Regions from separate parts of the Mus musculus genome. Here regions 1 and 3 are each linked to region 2. Evidence: chromatin contacts called from public Hi-C and Micro-C data. All regions are on one chromosome and are shown on one strand. The core of a region is the stretch at or near the end of the contact, and the rest is flanking DNA. Distances in the headings are between cores, read along the strand shown. Region 1 has its middle 6.4 kb from the start of Gm33619. Region 2 overlaps Ahi1 (Abelson helper integration site 1). Region 3 overlaps Gm33728 (a long non-coding RNA gene).

Region 1 (3,976 bases), core at 1,279-3,778, 170 kb after region 2:
AAAGTGAGTTCCAGGACAGCCAGGACTGCACAGAGAAACCCTGTTTCGAAAAACCAACCAACCAACCAACCAAACAAACAAACAAACAAACAAAAAACATGGCAATACATCGAAGAAGCTGCCCATGACCACACGAGGCATTGCTACACATCTTAAGATTTCTAGAACCTCCTCTTCAGGCGTGTTGTGTGTGCGGTTCTTTAGATATGAAGCGTTTGCTGCAGAGTCACATTTGGAGCAGTCTGATCTAGAGAATGCTCCTTAAAGGCTGAGGACCAGGCTTAGTGGCAGAATGCCTGCATAGCAAGCAGGGCCTTGGGTTTCAGCAATAGGAAAACAGAGAAGAGAATGCTTCTTTTAATTAATTAATTAATTTTATTTTTTTACATCCCAGATGTTGTCTCCCATCCTAGTCCCCTTTTGTAGAGTTTCTTCCCCCATCTTCCTTCCCCTTGACCTCTGAGAAGGTGCCCCTCCTCCCAGCATCCCCTTTCCCTGGGGCATCATGTCTCTACAGGACTAGAAACATCCTCTCCCACTGCAGCCAGACCAGGGAGCCCTATGCTGAGTATGTACCAGCAGGGGCCATGGACCAGCCCTTGTATACTCTTTGATTTGGTGGCTTAGACTCTGGGAGCTCTTAGGGATCCAGGTTAGTTGACACTGTTGTTCTTCCTATGGGGTTGCCACCCCCTTCAGCTCCTTCAGTCCTTCCCCCAACTCTTCCTCAGAGTTGGTTGGCTGTAAGTATCTGCTTCTGTCTCAGTCAGCTGCTGGTAGAGGCTCTCAGAGAGAACAAAACACTCCTGGGTATGGTAGTGTTGGAGAAGAGAAGTGACTTTCACCTTCTAGCTCATGACGAATCAGGCTTGGAGAAAGAGGTATGATGCTCAGACAGTCAGTTAGTTGTCACCACGTAGAAGTTCTTTGGAGGGCAAGAGCTGGGAACACAGCATAAACAACAGCAGACCCAGCCTGACCAGCCGGGGCTTGCCCTCCAGGAAGGGAGACAGACAGTAATCAGATGATCAATTGAACAAGTGTCAAATTATACCTGTGACATATTCTACAAAGGAACGGGGCACGGCACAATGAGAGTCTAGGATTAGGCACTTGACCGGACTGGTGGCGAGGTCAGAAAAAGCTTGCCTGTAAAAGTCATGGTTGTGCTGAGAACGGAGGGAGGAGCAGTCACGGACTAGATGAAAAGGAAGGAATGAGCAGAAGGAACAGAAAGCGAGGCAGCCTGGTGCATGAGGAAGCAGTGCCAGTAAAGGGAATTGAAAGAGACCCAGGTGGCCCGGCCTGTCACAGAGTGGGACAGTGTGTGAAGCCACTGGGGCACTGGAGCCAGCTCGTATTTATATCATGTTTATATCTGAAAGCCAGTCTACATACATGCCTTCCCAACTGCACATTTAGCGACATTTAGTTTGTAGCTCAAAGCTGGATAAGGTGGGTCTATTTACATCATAAGAATTGGCCGGCCCCTCTTTTCTGGGTTAGTTATTCTGTATTAAAAAACGTGGAGACGTTTCTAGAACCAGACTATGACATGGTCTAGACCTGAGATTTGCAACATTGGGAGGAAACAATCCTGACTCCTGGCAACTATCAGACAACTAATCAGGTTTGAAAGATGCCACCTGGTATTCTGGCTTTAGCATCCCGTCCTCTCCTTTACTCTCTTCTCTTCCTCCCTGATATTATTATAGAAGCTGGGGTGGAAATGGGTAGATATCAATCAGAGCTTCGAGAGCCCTACCAGGAGAGACCATCAGTGAGGGCAATCAGGAGTTCAAGGTGGGTATGAGTGCTTGGTGCTGATGCTGTTGAGAAGGTGATAAATGATGTCCTGGTTCTGGCTCCTGACCCGATGAAGGTGAGGCAGAGTGGGTAGAGGGTAGAGAGCAAGGCTGTGGGATACAGGGTGCAGAGTCCATACTCAGCAGCCAGCTTCCAGTGAGAACAGAGGCAGCACAAGAGTTCAAACTGAAAGCTTGCCAGAGCGTTGGGAAGACAGAGGTGGGGTCCCAGTGGGGAGACGGGAGGGGGAGGGAGAGGGGGAGGGGTTTTTCTATTTGGTGTTGGTGTTCGAATGGTTTTGTTTATGAAAAGAGAAAGATAATGGAAACGGAAGAAAGCCAAGGGGCCTGGGCCTCAGCAACAGGAGGATTCAAGATCTTTGAAATGATAATTCGGCTTCAGTGTAGGCCATATGCTGAAGCAGCCTTTACATCTTGGTTTTTTATTCTGTGTCATTTTACAGAGACTCCACGTTTCCCCTAAGCAATGGCGGGTTTGTTGCTGCCTTGAGAAGGAAAGACAGCAGCTCTCTTGCTGCCAGGACTAAGCCCAGTTCCATTTACAATCTTCTGTTGCTGAGATTCCATTCTTCCAGGGCAGACTCCTTGGCATAATTAAAATGAGACTCTTATCCCTACCCTGCCCAGGTCTGGAACCCTGGACACAGGCATGTTGCTGCAGGCTTCCTGCTCATCCAGGTTACAGCCTGCTGGGCACAGCCCGCCCTCCTGGGCACAGAGTAGACTGAGCCTTGTCTCCTATCTCCCTCTCCTGTTCTATCCCTCCCCTCTGTCTTCCTCTTTCCTCTTCCCCTGTCTTCCCCCTCTCTTCCTCTTTTTTCCTCCTCTTTTTCCCATTCCTCTTCCTCTCTTGGCTAAATGTCCACATGAGCACAGACTCTGGGTGCAAGGATTCTTTTTGCGATATTTTAAGATATAGACGAAGCTGCTGGGTTGGAGGGAGGGCTGCCTCATTCTTAGGGAAATATACAGCCAGGGAAAATTCAGCCGCTTTTCCCCTTAGTGCTACACAACCCCCAAACCCACAGACCTGCTCAATAGATAAGATGTAATCTGTTATCCTTCCCAGAGCTATTTGTATTCACTGGAGGAAAGGAACTTAACTGGAGAAAGCATACTGTTAAAGGGAACAGAAAAAAATATTTTTTTTTTCAGAAGGGGCCTCCCTAACCCTTTTGAGATCATGTGGCTTTCTTGAAGGGCTCTTCCTGAAGGCCTATCAGGGGCAGAAGCAGAGGCTTCCCTGGGGTGGGGGGTCCCTTATAATTAACTCAGCTCTGCCAAAATCAAACCCTCCTTCCAGAGTGGCTCTAGTGTATCTCTGTATCGAGAATTACAGATACGGAATTCTTTAAAACATGAAGATATCATATTTAAATGGATAAATCATCCATTATTATCTTTCAACGATATCACTTCTTTAAAACATAAAGAAAAAGGAGTTATTCTTTCCCACTCAAGACTAGATTGACAATGTAAAACCTTTTGTGGGGGTTGAACTAAAAAAATCCATTGTTGGCTCTTATTAAACTTTTAAACATGTGTTGCCACCAACAATGGACTCAGTGTTCATCTCTCAGAGCTCAGAATAAATCTATAAATACGAAACAAGATTCACAAACCAGGTCTGCTGTTCCTGAATAATGGGGCCCCAGGACTTTCAAACCTGTTTCTTTGAACAGATCTAATTTGAAGAAGAAATTCCCAAAAGCCCCTTCTGGATGGCTTGCTCTTGTTCACGATGGTGACTTAGGTGTGAGGCTTGGACAGGACTCTGAGACAGTTACATGGATGTCATAAGGTCACGGCTGGGGCTAGGTTTGGAAATTTGATCTACTAATTGCAGAAATGAAGACCAGCAATCTGTGCAAATGGAAATGAAGGCCAATTAGACACGATTAACATGTAGATTCAAAAATAAGATAGTGCAGCATTCTACTCTGAGTCTCTGCCAGTAGAATTTAACAAATTAAAACGAAATGCAGTCAAGTTGAAACATCAGAAAAGCAGGTTATGCAACATCCTGCGAGCACCTCAAGACCTGCTTAATGGATTCTCATACTTGGAAGATGGGGTCCCCTCAAACAGTGGTTTTTCTCTGGCTTGAGACCCGAGCAGCTTTCTGAAAGAAATGACATGCCCAACACATG
Region 2 (3,932 bases), core at 464-2,963:
ACCCTACATAACCAAAGTGTGAATTCAATTTTTTATAAGTATACATAATTGCAATATTTATTTTTATCACATATCATCTTAGAATTCTGCTTGAAATTCTCTGCCAAGACAGAGAAAAAAGACTAGAAAACTAAATACTAGTGACTCCCAGCTGGAGGTGAATTATCTTGCCCCAGGACATTTAAAGATACCTGGAGATTTGGGGGATGCTATATCAGCATCAGGGATAGACGTGCAGGACACTATGAAACATTCCGCAAAGCATGACAGCATCCCTGCCACTCCAAATAGCTAACCTACCTGAATTGTCCACAGTGCTCTCGCTGAGGACACTGGTGACACACAGAGTTAGAAACCATGCTCATCTCTGGTGAGGGTTCCAAAACAGTAGGCTATGTGAGGAGTAGTGAATTCACACTTGATGATATTCTGATACCTACCATGTGTAAAGCCTTCTAGTTGGTGTGTTAATCAGTTCTTGATTTGTCCTGTTTATACTCTGGAGATTTGTGGAACTATCAGACTATAACATCTTGAATGGGAAGTTCAAATGTAAAATTGGAAGGCTAGGGCAGGTATAACAGAGCTACTACATATGTGACAGAAGTAAATATAACAACCAATCTGACAGGAGATGTTCTGTCTCACAGTTGTGTAGTGGGACACTGATTGCCATGACAACGTTGCTGTGAGTGGGTGTGGGGTCCTCAGAGCTTCTGTGACTCACTGCCAGTCTTCCTGGGAAGGCTTTAGATTCACCTTTGACACCGCCAGCCTTTCTGTTGTTAACCTTCCGCAGAGCTCTCTGGTTCTGTGTTCTGCCTCACAGCTGATGGGTTGCCCGGTTCTCTCTGATAACTTCTCATCGTTCTGTGCCGTGGGTGGGTGCATTGCATCCTGCTAAGACTTCCAGAGTTTCTGTTCGGAGGTTTCCTGTCTTCGGTTGCTTTTATTCGCTTCTGTGTTTTTCTTCATGCCAATGGCTTTTCTTTATTTGTTGTAAATTTCTAAAGATGAAGGACTAGTTGTATGACTTACCTATTCTAATGTGTGGACAGCTGTAATCTCACTCATTCATTTGCCCACGCATACTTATTAAAACTTTACATTTGTGGCTAGGACAAACAATGTGCAGTTTATATTTAGGATAAACAAGAAAACTATGTCAGGACACTTGCCAAAGTGAGAACAGCTGGCTGGGGCTGCACGCTAGCAGCCTTCGCTCTTCCAGTGTTACTTTTGGAGACTGCTTCTGCTTCTCCTGGCTGCCCCCAGGAGAAGTGCTGGGCAAACCCCTGTTATTTAGGGCTTTCAGCCTACTTGGCTTTTTTTCTAACCTTCGAATCTTTATTTATCCCAGGGTTCTTTCAGTTTGACTTCGACCAGATGTGCTGGTTACAGGTTCATAGCTTTTATCATAGCAAAGATGACATCCACATGAACGACCTCACACACTCCAAAGGAAAGTCTGTCCCTACATGTTCCTAGACATTTTCCATTGTATGAAAGTTTAACATTTCTAATATATTCTTTTCAAGCTTACCAGTGGCCCTCGCAGCTGCTAATGCCAGTGGCCAGTTCTTCTCCTTATCTTCCTTGACCGATCACCAGCTTTGAATACATCTGGTTACTTCCTAATGCGTGGTTTCCTGGACACCACACTCTGTTGGGTTTTTTCTTATCTTGCGAGTCAGTCCTCTTTCTTTCCTTATGCTAGATGCTTCCTGGTCCCTGACAGGCTTAAATAGACTGTTCCCCCACAGCTCTGCTCTTTCTTCCCCTGCATATGCCAGCATCTTTGGTACTCAGGTAGCAGTGACTGTCTGATGTCTTAGACTTATCCTAGTCATCTTTCCTGAGCTCCAGTTGTGCGCAGTCCATTATTGTAGCCCCTGAGCCTCATGTGAATGTTGAGTACATGAAATATCACTCGTGTGACTTAGGAACTCAAACCTTAATTTTAACACTGTGCATGGCCTGTGGGTACTGTATAGACTTCAGTTCTCTTCTGTCTACTTCTACTCAAGTCTATATCTGATCCCAAGAAAATCATTTGGTAAAGGATTGTTGCTTTAATTGGATGTGAGTAATGCTCTTAATTACAAACTTCCTTAGTTAAGAGTTTAGGATCTTTTATCAACATGACTCTGACACTATTACTAAAAGAAAGCGTTTGTAAATTCTACACTCCGGAGGCAGAGGCAGGAGGATCCGGAGCTAAAGATCAGGAGGGAGTTTGAGGCTAGCTTGGCCAGCAACTTTCACAGAAATTGTGTTTATCTCCTACTTCTATCAGTTAGGTCAGAGCATGAGAGTCTAGTAGCAGTTAGCAGAGAGAATTTAGTCTGTACATAAGCTATGGCCTTGAGTGGTCTTTTTTATATTAGAGATGAAAAGTAATATTTACTTTTCAAATAAAAATATGTAAAGTTCTCTAATTTTCCACTACATTTTAGAAAGGGAAACAAAGCCCTGTGTTCAATGACGCACACTTCAGGAATCTCGTCTGAATTCTTCCTCAAATGATCCATGGGTATTATTTCAAAAGAGAGCTTTGTAGGTGTACTGACTAAAACTGTTAGGCGGCAAAACCTCTTCCGTTCCATCAGCTGAAGCGGAGGACTGAATAATCAATCAGGCCAAAGTGCTCCGTGCCTGTGAGTTAGCACTGTGCCTCCAGGGAGGAAGAGAGGGGACTTTGGTTCACTCAAGGCGGGGTGAGAGGAGCAAGGAGAGGAGGCTCTGGTAAAATGGCTGAGTCATGTTGACATGAGAACAAGACTTTCACTGTCTTAATAGGCTTTCTTCAACCATTGATTGCATTTTACCATCTTTATAGTTTTCAAATGAAGTTGACAACTTCGCATATTTTCACATAATAAGGCATATAAATTAATATTAGAATTCATTTCAAAGTACTCAAATTTAGGACAAGTTGTTCTTTACTTTCTTTTCTGATAATAAACTTACTGCGTGTTTTTTTAAAGAAAATGAGTACAGCCTTGTCCTCAGGCCACTCGTTCACTGCTCGCAGCTCCCATGATGCTTTGCGGTGAGAGCCTCCCCTCCCCTCCCCCCTCCCAGCCTTGTGCAGCCGGCACTGCTAGCATTTCCCACCAGTGTTTGTAGCAACCATTCTGATTCTACAAATGGGAAGGTTTTTTTTTTAAGTATTTTATTTGCTACCTGACTTAGAGTGGGTGCATCTGTAACTAAAGTAGTGAGTGTCTATGATATCATAAAAGTTACTGGTAGTGTTTTCATAAATAATAATTCCTCTTTCCTTTATAAATTCCTGTGACTCAGGGTAATTCTTCATTAGATCTATTACAGGATAAAGCCTGGTTTTAAGCATCTTAAGTTGTATCTACCGGCTGGAGAGATGGCTCAGTGGTTAAGACTGCTCTTCCAAAGGCCCTGAGTTCAAATCCCAGCAACCACATGGTGGCTCACAACCATCTATAATGATAACTGAATCTCTTCTGGAGTGTCTGAAGACAGCTACAGTGTACTTACATATAATAAATAAATAAATCTTAAAAAAAAAAGTTGTATCTACTACGAGCTTTGGGAGGAAGAGAGCTGCCTACATTTTCTCATTTACTCTCCTCAGGCTGAAGAGAGTATCTGTACTGGAATAGTCCCAGGGCTTCCCTGAGAGAACTTAAGAGCTTTTGCATTTTGTGGTTTAGTCAGTTTGGGGTGAGTAGTGAGTGTCTATGATATCATAAAAGTTACTGGTAGTGTTTTCTGAAAATGAATATCCATCACTTATTGAAAGTCGTCAGCTAAAAATGGAGATGAGATTTAGGAGTCTGGCCTTCTGGGAAGGAGAGACCTCAAGATCAAGAAAGTGTAGAGTTGTATTTTCCAGAATTTTGGTGCATTTTCAGGAAGCTTTTTCCTTGAATGAAAACTGAATGAAATGTAAA
Region 3 (3,701 bases), core at 566-3,065, 210 kb after region 2:
ATGCCGAAATGAGCAGAATGCTAGCATGGACCTCTATAAACAGTCACAAGCAGGGAGAAGGCTGGAGCACCGCATGCAACAATCAGTGGGGCAAGAAGAGAAATTCAATGTTACGACAAATGTCTGGGCATCAGAGGGAGAACTAAAGCACACTGCTCATATATCCTGCGATGGCAGCCCCCACACATCTCCCCTTGAGCAATACACCAAACAAATGTCATGCCCTTTGATGAGAAAACGAAAACTTTTGTGCCAGAAAACAGCTTAACACCTTTTTTATAATCTTTGGATAGAATAACAACTTCTACATTTGGTGGTAAAGGTAACAGAGTTACATAATATTTAAAACCTTGAGGGTGTTTGGGATGGGGTTAGAGCATCAGAAGTTAAAAGACAAAAACAAGAGACATAGTGTGCACATCTGTAATCCCGGAGGCAGAGGCACAAGGACCACAGCTTGGACTATACATGAATTCAAGAGCATCAGGCCTATGAAATGAGACCCTGCCTTAAAGACAACCAAAGGCTGTGGGTGTATCTCAGTGCTAGAGAGCTGGCTTAGCATGCTCACAGCTTTGGGTTTGATCCCCAGCCCTTGGGGGAAGAGGGAGAGTGTTGAAACCTGACTGTGTTTACAACAATCACAGGGTAAGCACCCCAGAACAAGGGTAAAGTTCTAGACTAAGAGTGAAGACGTTCACAAACAGACATGACAGAAGAGGAGGGTAAAAGTCATAATAACTTGTTATAGAGAACAACACATTGATCCTTCCTTACTGTGACCCTTGTTTGTTTTAAAATATTGTAGCTTTCCTAATTGACGAACGCCACTTTGCAGTGGTACAGGTCATGTAGGAATCTCTACTTATGAAGATTTCTGAGGAAAATGTTGAAGAAGAAGGCAGATCACAGAACAACCCTTCCACACACTGAAACAAATGTGTCTTTGAACTGTAAAATTTCTTGCTTATTGGTAATAAGCAAGGGAGTACAGAGTGTTGTAAAACCCTTTGTTGAATCCCAGCACTTGGGAGGCAGAGGCAGGCAGATTTCTGAGTTCAAAGCCAGCCTGGTCTACAGAGTGAATTCCAGGACAGCCAGGGCTATCTAGACAGAGACACCCTGACTTGAAAAAAACAAAAAAAACAAAACAAAACAAAACAAAACAAAACAAAAGCCCTTTGTTGACCTTTGTTGACCATCTCTTCTTACTATGTGGATTAAAAACCAATAAGAAATGCAACAGCTGGTGAGAGACTTTTTTTTAGCAAGAATATTTGCTGTTACAAGACAAATCATGACTATAAACAGCCCGAGGAAAAAATCTGAACATGTGATTACACTTGTAGAATTTACCCCAAGACTCTTAACTATATTTTTATAGGAGTCCTTATAGCAATATTGTTGACAATAGTGAAAAAGTCACAAACAGCCATGTGTTTAGTGAAGTAAACTCATGTATACCTATAGAAAAGCATTCTGCGCAGCCTTTGAGGCTCACAGGCCTAAGAATGTCTGCTTTTATCCCAGTTCTTGGGAGGCAGAGGCAGACATTTCTAGACAAGTCTGGGTGCATCTTCATCTGCAATGTACACTCTGCATAGTGAGGCCCTGGCCAGCTAGGGATGCACACCAAGACTCCACTTCTGGGCACTTTTATTTAGTTCTTTTTACACTTTGTATTCTCTCCATTTTTTTAGCAAAAACTTCCCCAAGTGAGAGAAATGTTGAAATTTTGATAATACATGTCAGAAGGTTTTGCCAGTAAGTGTCTTCAGAGGGAACCGCCCTGATAACATTTTGTGGTTTTGATATAGGCACATCTGCTTTCCAGGGTGAATATAATCCTGATGCCCTGTCAGGGGCGTCCTTAATCAGAAACACCAAATTGCTTTGTTCGCCTGCAACACTGCAGAAATGAGTTTCACAACCACCTTCCAAACAGAACTGTGAAAGCGGTACTCGCTGGAGTGTGCTGAAGCTATTGGAGAGCATGGAGTTACTTAATTTACTCCAGTTATGCCAGAGAACAACAGTGGATGGGCTGGCTTAGAGATCTGAAGACTGAGGTTCCGGCTCCGTTTGTTCCCTCAGCTACAGGTGTGCTTTGGAGCTAATGAGAATCATAATCATAATTACCAGTGTTGTTATTAACCATGTGATGACCATGCACTGCTTTCTCTGGTGCTTTATTATCTATAGCCCCCATAACTTCTTTTCTCAGGCTATTAAACACCCCATTTCATTGATGAAGAAACTGAGGCTCAGGGAGCCTGCTAACTTCTCCAAGCTGTTAACTCCTAAGCTGTACAGCGAGGCGTAATGATCTTTCTGGTTTATTTAGTTCACTGAGGTTCGGACCATCCCCAGCAAACACAAGTTAAAGGCTTCAGTTTATTTTGGAGGCAGTGGCTTACTGGTTTGGCTTACAGTCCATGGCTGCCATGAACCTGTGCATCAAACCTTTATTCTGCTGCCTGCAGTGTGCTATGTTTATTATTGCAATTTAGAAATGTAAAAATCCAAAAGTCTGGGCCCAGACCCTACCTCCGCATGTACTAACTGTTGGGACATTGGCTTTAATTTTTCTGGGTTCCTGACTCTTTATCTGTACAATGGAACCAGAACAATGCTTAAGTCAAAACATATTAGGGGGCTTTAGGAGAACTGTCCGTAACGTGTTTAAAGCAGCATTCGGCACGTTAAAAGCATTTACTTATTATGTGTATGTATTTGTGCCTGCCTGCGTTGTGGGCACCACAGGTGTCCTCAGAGGCCAGGGGATATCAGAGCCCTTGGAACTAGAGTGGTAGGAGGTTGAGCTGAGCGGCCTGCTGGGAACTGGTGTTGGGAACTGGGCACGAGTCCTCTGTGAGAGCAGTGAGCCTTCTCTCCTGGATCTCTAGTAACTCTCTAGTGCCACGTGTGCTCATCAAAGAACAGACAGTCAGACAGACATGGCTAATTACTTAACATGGGTAAGTGGAAACGGACAGAGCTACCGCTCTGTTTCTGCACGTTCCGTTCACATGTGGTTCCTTGCAGCCTACACCTCTAAGAAGTGGTCCTGTGTACATATTAAAATATTAGGACTTTCTATCACCTGGTGTTCTGTTGAATCTACATTCGCCTGAAAACGGATCAGTGATATCACCTTGTTCAGGACTCACAGCTGAGTTCATGATGGGGATGGGGTTGCGGGGGGGAGTTGAAAGCATTCCATCTAGAAATGCTATTTTTTATTATTCCACCTCTTGTTGTCTCACTAAGTGTTTTGTAATAGAGATTAAAGAATAAGGGTCAAATAATTAGGGTCAAATCTAAAAATGACTCTCAAAATATAATGATTGTCTAAGTGTCTTAACCCTTTGTTTCAAGTACATTATTTGCAGAGCAAATACAGAGCCTTAGACTAGCATGTACAAGGTCCTGAGTTTGCACATTAGTGCAAAACAAAACAAAACAAAACAAAACAAAATGCTGTCATACAAGACAATAATAGATGTTTTCTGGAATTGTTATCTTGTCACTTTCAAGTCCTCTAACATTAATACTCTCTATTAACACTTTAAACTCTTTGTAATCGTCCATGTCTCTTCTCTCTCTGTGTGTCTCTCTCTTTGTGTCTGTCTCTGTCTTTCACACACACACACACACACACACACACACACACACACACACAGAGAGAGAGAGAGAGAGAG

Evidence for each region. A called contact is a pair of places that touch in the nucleus more often than the background predicts.
Region 1: a contact with region 2 is called in a Hi-C map of myeloid progenitors, with 1.7 times the contacts expected there. The contact joins two enhancer-like sites. A contact is called at or near these places in 7 of 15 datasets of contacts at CTCF or cohesin (CD8 T cells, embryonic stem cells, large pre-B cells and 1 more), 72 of 484 Hi-C or Micro-C datasets (the CH12 cell line, the G1E-ER4 cell line, the HL-1 cell line and 18 more), 22 of 115 datasets of contacts at active chromatin or transcription factors (the 230-238 cell line, CD8 T cells, the HPC-7 cell line and 12 more) and 1 of 9 other capture datasets (embryonic stem cells).
Region 3: a contact with region 2 is called in a Micro-C map of the G1E-ER4 cell line, with 2.0 times the contacts expected there. The contact joins two enhancer-like sites. A contact is called at or near these places in 1 of 484 Hi-C or Micro-C datasets (the G1E-ER4 cell line), 3 of 115 datasets of contacts at active chromatin or transcription factors (CD8 T cells, double positive thymocytes and embryonic stem cells) and 1 of 9 other capture datasets (adipose tissue).

What each region holds. Positions count from the first base shown.
Region 1 is chr10:21,191,378-21,195,353 of GRCm38.p6, forward strand. No RefSeq gene overlaps it. Among named protein-coding and RNA genes, the nearest start is that of Gm33619, 6.4 kb to the left of the region's middle. Within about 2 kb of position 2,529, at least 46 of the 459 cell types and tissues checked have an H3K27ac peak or open chromatin away from gene starts, as enhancers often do. A contact at or near this core is called in the CH12 cell line, the G1E-ER4 cell line, the HPC-7 cell line and 2 more, where this site is marked.
Region 2 is chr10:21,025,313-21,029,244 of GRCm38.p6, forward strand. The region is part of intron 18 of Ahi1 (Abelson helper integration site 1); the gene reads left to right. Among named protein-coding and RNA genes, the nearest start is that of Gm20149, 17 kb to the right of the region's middle. Within about 2 kb of position 1,714, at least 51 of the 459 cell types and tissues checked have an H3K27ac peak or open chromatin away from gene starts, as enhancers often do. A contact at or near this core is called in the CH12 cell line, the G1E-ER4 cell line, the HPC-7 cell line and 2 more, where this site is marked.
Region 3 is chr10:21,240,171-21,243,871 of GRCm38.p6, forward strand. All of the region lies in intron 2 of Gm33728 (a long non-coding RNA gene), which reads right to left. Among named protein-coding and RNA genes, the nearest start is that of Gm33728, 10 kb to the right of the region's middle. Within about 2 kb of position 1,816, at least 20 of the 459 cell types and tissues checked have an H3K27ac peak or open chromatin away from gene starts, as enhancers often do. A contact at or near this core is called in the G1E-ER4 cell line, where this site is marked.